Regions from separate parts of the Salvelinus alpinus genome. Here region 2 is linked to region 1. The links are chromatin contacts, called in public Hi-C maps. All regions are on one chromosome and are shown on one strand. Each heading gives the region's core, a stretch centred on a gene start, on an enhancer-like site or on the middle of the called end of the contact. The rest is flanking DNA. Distances are from core to core; before and after follow the strand shown. Region 1 holds the start of LOC139538678 (renin receptor-like). Region 2 holds the start of LOC139538680 (mid1-interacting protein 1-B-like).

Region 1 (4,786 bases), core at 1,310-3,809:
ACCTGGTAACAACAACAACAACCTGGTAACAACAACAACCTGGTAACAACAACAACCTGGTAACTTGACACTAGGTCTAGGTAAATTTGATTGACACAGGAAGAAAGGAAAAGTGTCTGCTACTCTTGAGATGTGCTTCAAAGGTATGATTCATATGGTCTAATGTAAGCCTAAACTATCACACAGTTCTTTCTGGTACTCCTTACATTCTGTTTGGTGTCTAACGTTTCTTAAAGTTGGGAGCCGTGTGTATGTTTGTGGGAGAGAGTGTGTGTGTTTATGAGAGAGAGAGTGTGTGAGGGAGGTAGAGTGTGTGTGTGTCTGTATGTATGTTAACTGAAGAGTAAAGACAGTTTCATGCAATGTTTTCCCCCTTACTGCTACAATGAAAGCAGATCATTATGTATGGATATTCCTTCCTCCCATTCCACCAGCCAAATCACAGGTAGGCCTTTCAAATATCAGCAAATCAGCCATTCTACGCAGTATTCTATTATACAGCGAACAGTGTGAAGTTAAATTCAATATGTGTATTGAGTAGAAGTGTAAATATCAGTGAGTTTGTTTTGCACATGCGCATCACGTTTAGAAAACGGGAATACGTGCTGGGGACGGGGCAAACAGAACGCTAGGCCACTGAATTTTTTACCCTGTTGTATTGCAATACTAGTCAGTATCATGATACTTGGCCTGGTATCGTTAGTATCGTGACGAGACTAATGCATGTACCTCAGCATTGCGGCTGAGGGAGTTGAGTGGCAGGGAGGCGAGCACAGAGCCATCCTGGGAGAGACGAGCACGAATCTGCTGCAGGGTCACAGGCAGGTCCTCAAACACAGCGTTGGCCTTTCCCAGCATGTACAGCCTCTGTAGACACACATACAAAGGACAACATTACCATGACCTGCACATACCAACCCTCTGTATAATAAAACACAGCGACACACACTCAGGTGCTCATCCAATAATGTGCTGGTGCATACAGTACCTCCTCGCTAGGGGCCAGCTGGAGCACCACAGGAGTGTCCTCAGCAAAGAGAGTGTGAATCGTCTCAGCCACACTGTCCAGGGTGAAGGGCACCGGCTGCAGGAGAGGGAACAAGAGATAAGTTATTAATAATAGAGCTTCTGTGAAAAATCTGATTAAAAGGAATCTCACAAAACTTTGCTACTCCCCAACCACCACCTTACTGATTGGAACTGGTCACACTCACATTCTCCAGGGGGTAGGAGGCCACACTCTGGGGCAGGGCCAGGCTGTCCACCCCCCTCACCACCACCAGCACATTGGCCCTGGGACGCTGGAACAAAGGACCTGCCCGGAGGCCTGGCCAGGAGAGATCCTACACACACAGACACAATACACAAGATTTTAGTATATAATATACAACAAAATAGGCTTGCACACCTACACAAACATTGGATCAGTGTGTGTACCTCCTGGACGGAGAAACCCATAGTCAGAGCCACCATATCTGGAATCTTCTCCCCTGATATCGGCCAGTCTCCCTTTTGGAAGGACACATACTCAGGGGCCTGCAATATGGTGAGGCTGTCCCCCTGAACACCTGAGGGAAAACAGAAGGAACAAATCTATAAACAACTTCCAATAACGTCTAAACAGCAAAGGTCATTCCATACTGTGTGTGGAGGGGACACAAGGGCCACATACCTAGCCATATCATAAGACCATGGAGGATAATCTAGGTCGGTTCTGACAGTATAGTGTTGCTATTTGGTCCCACTTGACTGTTAATTAAAAACAGCGAATTACACTGTTTAATGAATGGCAGAGCCGGGCAACAGTAGCTAGTTAGCCGGAGTCTCGTGACTGGGAAAGCAGAACAATGTTTGAGGAAGTTGAGTGAATCAGATTTTGGTATGCCGTCTGTCACATGATACTGAACTGGCTAGTTGCTCCCCTGAGAGTCTGGTTAGTTTGACAGCTAAAAATGAACCGATGGATGGCTAGATATTGTTGTTCATAACAACAAATGGGGTCAAACTGCGGGAAATGGCTCACGTTAGCCGGCGATTATGTCGTCCCACTCCCAGCTGGTGCGGGTTGCTGGCTGTCAAATTGACGTTAGCTAGCTAGCATCCTAGGGCAATTAGGCCCAACAAGCAGTATCTACTCATTATACCACCCTATTTAAAGTGGAAAAAACATGGCTTTCCACAAATGATTGCTTACTATCTTTCTATCAACAGGATTGGAAGTGTTTTTCCAAGTCGTATTATCTTTTCTTCAGCAGTAACTAGCTAGCTAGTTCCTGTATTTAGCTAGCTATCATTTTCAAGCAGAGAACTCGCTACTAGTAACAACGTTATCTGCATGAGATCATTTCCAGAAAACCATCTAGATCAGTAGGTAAATAATCAGAAGATTTCCATCTCTTATACCTGACGTAAAAGCTGAGCAGAAGATTAGCGCTACGGTGAATAAAGACTCCATCCTTCGGCGATTTTCCAGCGACATCTTTCTCCTTGCTCTAACGTAAATCAACTGACTCGCTTGTCCCGAAGATGGTAGCAATGCATGATGGGTATGAATTGGTAATCTGCAGAATTACATTGATTGATTTCTGCAATTATTTTCATTGTATGGCTATTGCAATATGGAGCTCATTGTCTCCGTACTTTTACATTTTCAGTAATGAAAATCAATACCACAAGCAGGGGCTATTCGATATACTGTAGTACAGTGGTCAGCCAACCTTTTCTGAGTTTACATCACTTTGTGAGTCAAAATGCAAACCGAGATTTACCCCTCAGATTTTTTACACAATATAAAACATATTAATCAATGCCACATTAACCAATTAAAAACAGTTCTGTAGCAATGAGGTTTGTGCAGTAGGCTACAGGCCCAATACATTATCACTGCATATTGGCTGTGCTTCAATTGCCCTCCAAATGTTGTTCTTCTTAGACCATTTTGAAATTATATTGAAAAAATATGCTGTGAAAAAAAAAGCTGTCCCAACAGCAGAGTCCCTCCCAACAGTAGTCCCAACACCTTACTACTGCTACACCTGCCTATCAGCGGAGCCTTGTCTGGCTGCGAAACAGTTCATTCAGCCTCATTTACTGCCTTTAAAAAAAAAACATAGCTGATATGGCTGACTTGCTTAAACAAATGTGGTTTCTACTGACAATTGAGATGTACAAACTATGGCATAAGGGGACGACAAAACGGATAACAGGCCATCCGTAATTTCAATTAAGATTAATGAGTGAGCTAGGATGGACGTAGTCAGTATAACTATTTCTTCAGCACTTTTGAAAAAAAAAAAATTACTTTTTTAATTTAACCTTTATTTAACCTGGTAAGCTAGTTGAGAACAAGTTCTCATTTACAACTGCGACCTGGCCAAGATAAAGCAAAGCAGTGCGACACAAACAACAACACAGAGTTACACATGGAATAAACAAGGGTACAGTCAATAACACAATAGAAAAAAAAGAAAGTCTACATACAGTGTGTGCAAATGGCGTGAGGAGGAAGGCAATAAATAGTTCATAGTAGCGAAGTAATTACAATTTAGCAGATTAACACTGGAGTGATAAATGAGCAGATGATGATGTACAAGTAGAGATACTGGTGTGCAAAAGAGCAAAAAAATTAAAAACAATATGGGGATGAGGTAGGTAGATTGGGTGGGCTATTTACAGATGGACTATGTACAGCTGCAGCGATCGGTTAGCTGCTCAGATAGCTGATGTTTAAAGTTAGTGAGGGAAATATAAGTCTCCAGCTTCAGCAATTTTTGCAATTCGTTCCAGTCACTGGCAGCAGAGAACTGGAAGGAAAGGCGGACACCTAGGTATTTGTAGTTGTCCACATATTCTAGGTCAGAAGCGTCCGGGGTAGTGATGCTAGTCGGGAAGGCGGGTGAGGGCAGCGAACGGTTGAAAAGCATGCATTTGGTTTTACTAGCGTTTAAGAGCAGTTGGAGGCCACGGAAGGAGTGTTGTATGGCATTGAAGCTCGTTTGGAGGTTAGTTAACACAGTGTCCAAAGAAGGGCCAGATGTATACAGAATGGTGTCGTTTGCGTAGAGCTGGATCAGGGAATCACCCGCAGCAAGAGCGACATCATTGATATATACAGAGAAAAGAGTCTGCCCGAGAATTGAACCCTGTGGTACCCCCATAGAGACTGCCAGAGGTCGATGAAGACGGCTGCACAGTACTGTTTTTTATCGATGCCGGTTATGATATCGATTAGGACCTTGAGCGTGGCTGAGGTGCACCCTTGACCAGCTCAGAAACCGTATTGCACAGCGGAGAAGGTACGGTGGGATTGAAAATGGTCAGTGATCTGTTTGTTAACTTGGCTTTCGAAGACTTTAGAGAGGCAGGGCAGGATGGATATAGGTCTATAACAGTTTGGCTCTAGAGTGTCATGTACAGCAACAGAATTCAGAACATGGGCCGTTCTTACAGTTTTCTCCCTGTACACCAAGTGAGAGCTGTAGGATAAATAAAGGGGGCATATAAGCAGACAATGAAAGCTCTTACAATATTCAATGATTGCATTTCTCAAAAACAGGTTATAGGCTACATGTGCACCACCAAGTCAGAACAGTAGGTGAAAATACGAGGTGAAAATAGACCAAATTATTAGGGTGAGGCACATGGGCTACTAACAGCTTACTGCACAACATAAACAGTATTACTTTCTTAGCTACAGTATACATATCTCCCTGGCATATTACATCATTTATGCAGCAGCATACAGTACATTTTTGGACTCACCTTGTTGTGCTGTGCTCACTTGAAC
Region 2 (4,309 bases), core at 1,040-3,539, 210 kb after region 1:
TTGAATTATGTTTGACATGTGGATATATGTTACAGGTTCACTCTGTCTTTGTATGCCTTTAAGTATTTGTATAGGGTGAATAGGGTTTGTAAAGAAACATAAGATGGAGTGATCCCTGGACGAACATTAAATGGTAGGGAAATGTCAAACACTGGTTGAAATGTATTGGGGTCAGTTGGAGGATGATAGCTGTTGCAATTGTAATCCTGTTCCACAACATTCTAGGTGAAGTGTTGCTATAGGCAAAGAACTTGCATAACAAATTCATTTCATTTATAAAAAAGTTTAATTCTCAGTACAAATACAGAATCTTTCATACAAAAACATAATATAGTACATACAAAAACAGAGGAGTTTCACCTCTCCATAAATACCATGGCAACAGCAACATATTAACATGACCTCTTGGAATCCTTCATTATTCTCTATGCAGAAGAACCATCAGTTGATTTCAGTTCATTGGTCATATAGGACAGCAATGGGATCATAGGCAAGAATCTCTCAAGCCTCCTCCATTTAGCTAAGCACATAATAAAGAAACATAACAATAAGCAAAAATACAAGACCTGTACAGACTATTTGACACACTGGCAATATTAGACATGCGCATTTTCCCTTACTGGGAAGTTAAAAAATATAGCCAAATGTCTCTGAGGTCATCCACTTCTTCAACCTTGAAATATACAGCTCTCAAACATACAGTGTGAGGTAACAAGTTAAATACATCAATATTAAATAAATGTATACATGTGTATTATCTGTGTCACTTGAGCTGAAGGCATGTGGCGCCATTGAACACCGTGCATAAAACATAGACATGGTGGTAAAAAATCTGAGTGCAAACAGGTGTAGTGGAACCCGGATATACCACATAGCAGGTCAACCACAACATTACTATGGATCAACACAATATACCACAAAGGTAAAATAATACCACATATAGAGAGCAGAAATGTTTATTTCTGTCTCTCTTATTTTCTTTCTCTCTCCGTCCATTCAAAGGAATTTCATCAGTTATAGACTATTCAGTTCAGTTCACCTCATTCCCGCAAAATAATACACAATCGATCATCAGGGAATGAGAATCGATCATCGGGGATCATCGTTGCGCTGCATTTTAGTAGCATCCAATGCCGATCTCCTGCTTGTAGCGGTTGGTCAGGGTATTGGCCTGTTGCGTCAGCTTGGACAGCACCCCGTGGAGCCCCGTCATGTGGAACTGGAACTGCTTCTGCAGGTTATCCTCGTCTTCCTCTGACGACACCTCAGAATCTTCCTCCGCTGAATCCAACCGAGAGATGGAAGCCCGGCTCTTCTTTCGCTTCTTGGCTTCCTCGGCGCGCATCACTCCCCACTCGATGTCGCAACGGATAGACTTGAGCAGCTGGTAGTAGCTGTACATGTCGCCGTCCTCGATGTCGCTGTTTCCCGAGCTTTTCAGGGCGGCCATCTCCCTCTCCTCTTCAAGGGGGACGTCCCGCAGCAGGCTGGGCACCATCACCGTCTGGTCCATGTTGTTGACGGCACCGATGAAGCGGTTCATGGAGTTGAACAGGGAGTTCTTCTGCAGGTGGGATTCTGAGAGCTGCATCATCTTGGCGACTGTTGTTGATTCTTGAACTTCTTTAACAAAATGAAATGTATAACTGTCAACCAGAGCTGGATAGTTCGTTTCTTCTACTTTCTAATCGGCTTTGGAAAGCGGCTTGTCCTTTTGTATTAAATTATTAAACGGAGCTATGAAGAGAGTTTGGCAGTTGTTCTTGTTTCTTCTTTTGCCTATTCCTTCTTCTTTTCGTTTCTGTTCTGACTCTTACTGGTCCCCGGTCGGATCTTTATAGAGCAGGTGGATTCGTGTCCAAGGGCGTGCCCAGAACCTGTTTGTCAGGATTATTCTTCCTCTACAGTAACCGGACTCCAATGAGCTAGTACACATACAGAAAAAACATGTTGGCATAGTTTGCATGAAGGGGATTGGCCTCCCAGTAGCGATAGGCCTACTATCCGGCCCCTGCCCAGTAAGAAAGCAATGAATGCATCTTCTCCAAACCAAATGATAGCAGGCTCTATGTCCGCGCAATTGTCAGCCTGTGTTGCGCATCAGCCACTCAAACACAACACAATGGTTTATAGTGAGCTTTCTCAAAACATTCACACACCAAGCACACTAAAAACGAATTATAGTTTACATTGCAATCGAATTCAAACTTCATTCACATTGGCCTATATTTTGCTCTCATGTATTCCAATACAAAAATGACTGATGCTACATCAAACCCCGCAACCTCACCGGACAAACCATTCAGGGCGAGGTCTGACCTAGCAGAACGCCATGTTATGAATATTCATGACGAAAGCTATCAGCCCACAACCGTACCTCCAATTGAAACCAATCATATGTTCGGCTGTCTGTCTCGGCACCGGGACTAGCTCTCTATTGACCAATCGGTGGGTGAAGGAGGGAAGCGAAGCGCTGGATCCTTGCCAATGGGGAAAGCAGAGGATTAACCCTATACATTCCACTTTTTTCTTGTTGGAGACGAGTCCGCAAGGTCTGTAATGTTAGGACATAGGCCAACACTAATAGGAGGTTGTCAGAGTAAAGTTATTAATCCATCTCCTGGATCAGCGATTTTTCCAAACTAGGCTGAACTATATTTTAAATGTAACCTTTATTTAACTAGGCAAGTCAGTTAAGAACAAATTATTTACAATGAAGCCTATTGAGATGCAGTGCCGTAGAAAAAATAAAGTTATTCTATTCTATTATATTCATAACAATGTTATCATCCCATTCATATACAGTATCTATCAGCTGCTTTGCCTTTGACAGTAATTATTACAGTTAGAGCCAAACTAATACCCCTATTGCCCTTACCATGAAAGACTGATGAGAACAGCTGAAACTACCCCCACCCCCCTGTAGGTCAATAGTTTACCATCAACAGGGGAAATCAACAGAGACCGGTTGCCCCACATAGAGAGAACTCACTGACATGGTAAGCAAAACACCACAACAAGCGGGCGGAAATGATTCAGCCCAGCCAGTCTGAATTCTAATCATAAGTTAACACTTACAGTTAACCACCAGCACAATCAACACATGACAGAAATAGCAAACAACATGCTTTCAGTCACCACAAAATTATTATTTCTTGCAACCAGGGTGCTGAATCATTGTGACCACAGCCTGGTCCATCTACATGATGTAGAACAGCACTCACCAAATATATTTATTTGGCCTATGGTAATCCTTGAAATAGCTACATTTATGAGGACTTTGCACCTCACTCTTAGATGAATTAGAAGAAGAAATCAATCAAGAAGAACAATCTGTCAGTACTGTCCAAGCAGTCACATCAAGCAATGATTCATTCCAGGTAGTACCATTTAGCAGTAATGATTGGGCCTGATAAAAGTAGAAATAGAAATATGAGTTTGCACTCGTGTGTCACACACATACACTCACAAATACACAAATGCACATGCGCACACACACACATAAAGATGCAGGTCGGAGATAATGGGTGTAGAGAGAGTGTTCTGGAATGTCTGGAGAGAAACTATACAGATTGAATCAGTGTTCTAAACACTGAACTGCTCAGCAAGAATGGGAGGAATGTCAACATACAGTACATGACAAAACCTGCTTAGTCAGTCGATCTCTCTCGGTCTCACCCTCCCTCCCTTCCTTCCATTCCGATAATTATACTTCTCAATTTTGCCTCTGCTCCTCTTAAAGCCGTCATCTGAAACAGTTCGTAACAGTTTGTGCATATATTATGGCGACATTTTGTGACGTTTTTCTTTTTTTTGGTCTTCGGCAAGGTTTTTTTGGGGCTGTTCTGAAGACTACTCCCCTTCGTTGGTGATTGGTCAACAGTAGGGATTCTTCAATTAAATGTTTGTCGGTGATTGGTCAACAGTAGAGATTCTTCAATGAAGTGTTTGTTGTCATACTACGAGTTGTGTAAGAAGGGATTCAATCGACCACGCCCACAATTTGGGGAAAACAAAAATTATTTCCTATTGAACCCCATTCTAAAAGAGCCAACTTTGTCCTCCAGTTTTTGTCATACAGAAATAACAAAACATGCTGTGTCATTCAATGTACATATAACCTGGTAAAAAATCTCGACCTACAGTTTGCAATGCTCCCACCCAAATAGAACCTGCAAGAAGAGTCCTGTGGCTTCAGGCTATTCGGTGTGAAAGAGTGGGAAATTGTGGGGACCCGGTGTCCAAGTAGACTTCACATAGCCAGTGCATGTTAACTAGCTAGCTAAATATCGCCCGGTGGGCCAGCTAC

Evidence for each region. A called contact is a pair of places that touch in the nucleus more often than the background predicts.
Region 2: a Hi-C map of muscle shows a contact between it and region 1, with 3 times the contacts expected there. The contact joins the promoter of LOC139538680 here to the promoter of LOC139538678 in region 1. A contact is called at or near these places in 2 of 3 Hi-C or Micro-C datasets (muscle and red muscle).

Annotation. Positions count from the first base shown.
Region 1 is chr14:27,070,989-27,075,774 of SLU_Salpinus.1, forward strand. LOC139538678 (renin receptor-like) reads right to left here and starts at 2,560. Exons shown (of 8, transcript XM_071341016.1): 1 at 2,404-2,560; 2 at 1,438-1,568; 3 at 1,215-1,343; 4 at 989-1,084; 5 at 730-867. The coding sequence starts at 2,479.
Region 2 is chr14:27,279,686-27,283,994 of SLU_Salpinus.1, forward strand. LOC139538680 (mid1-interacting protein 1-B-like) reads right to left here and starts at 2,290. Exons shown (of 1, transcript XM_071341021.1): 1 at 268-2,290. The coding sequence starts at 1,594. The coding sequence ends at 1,118.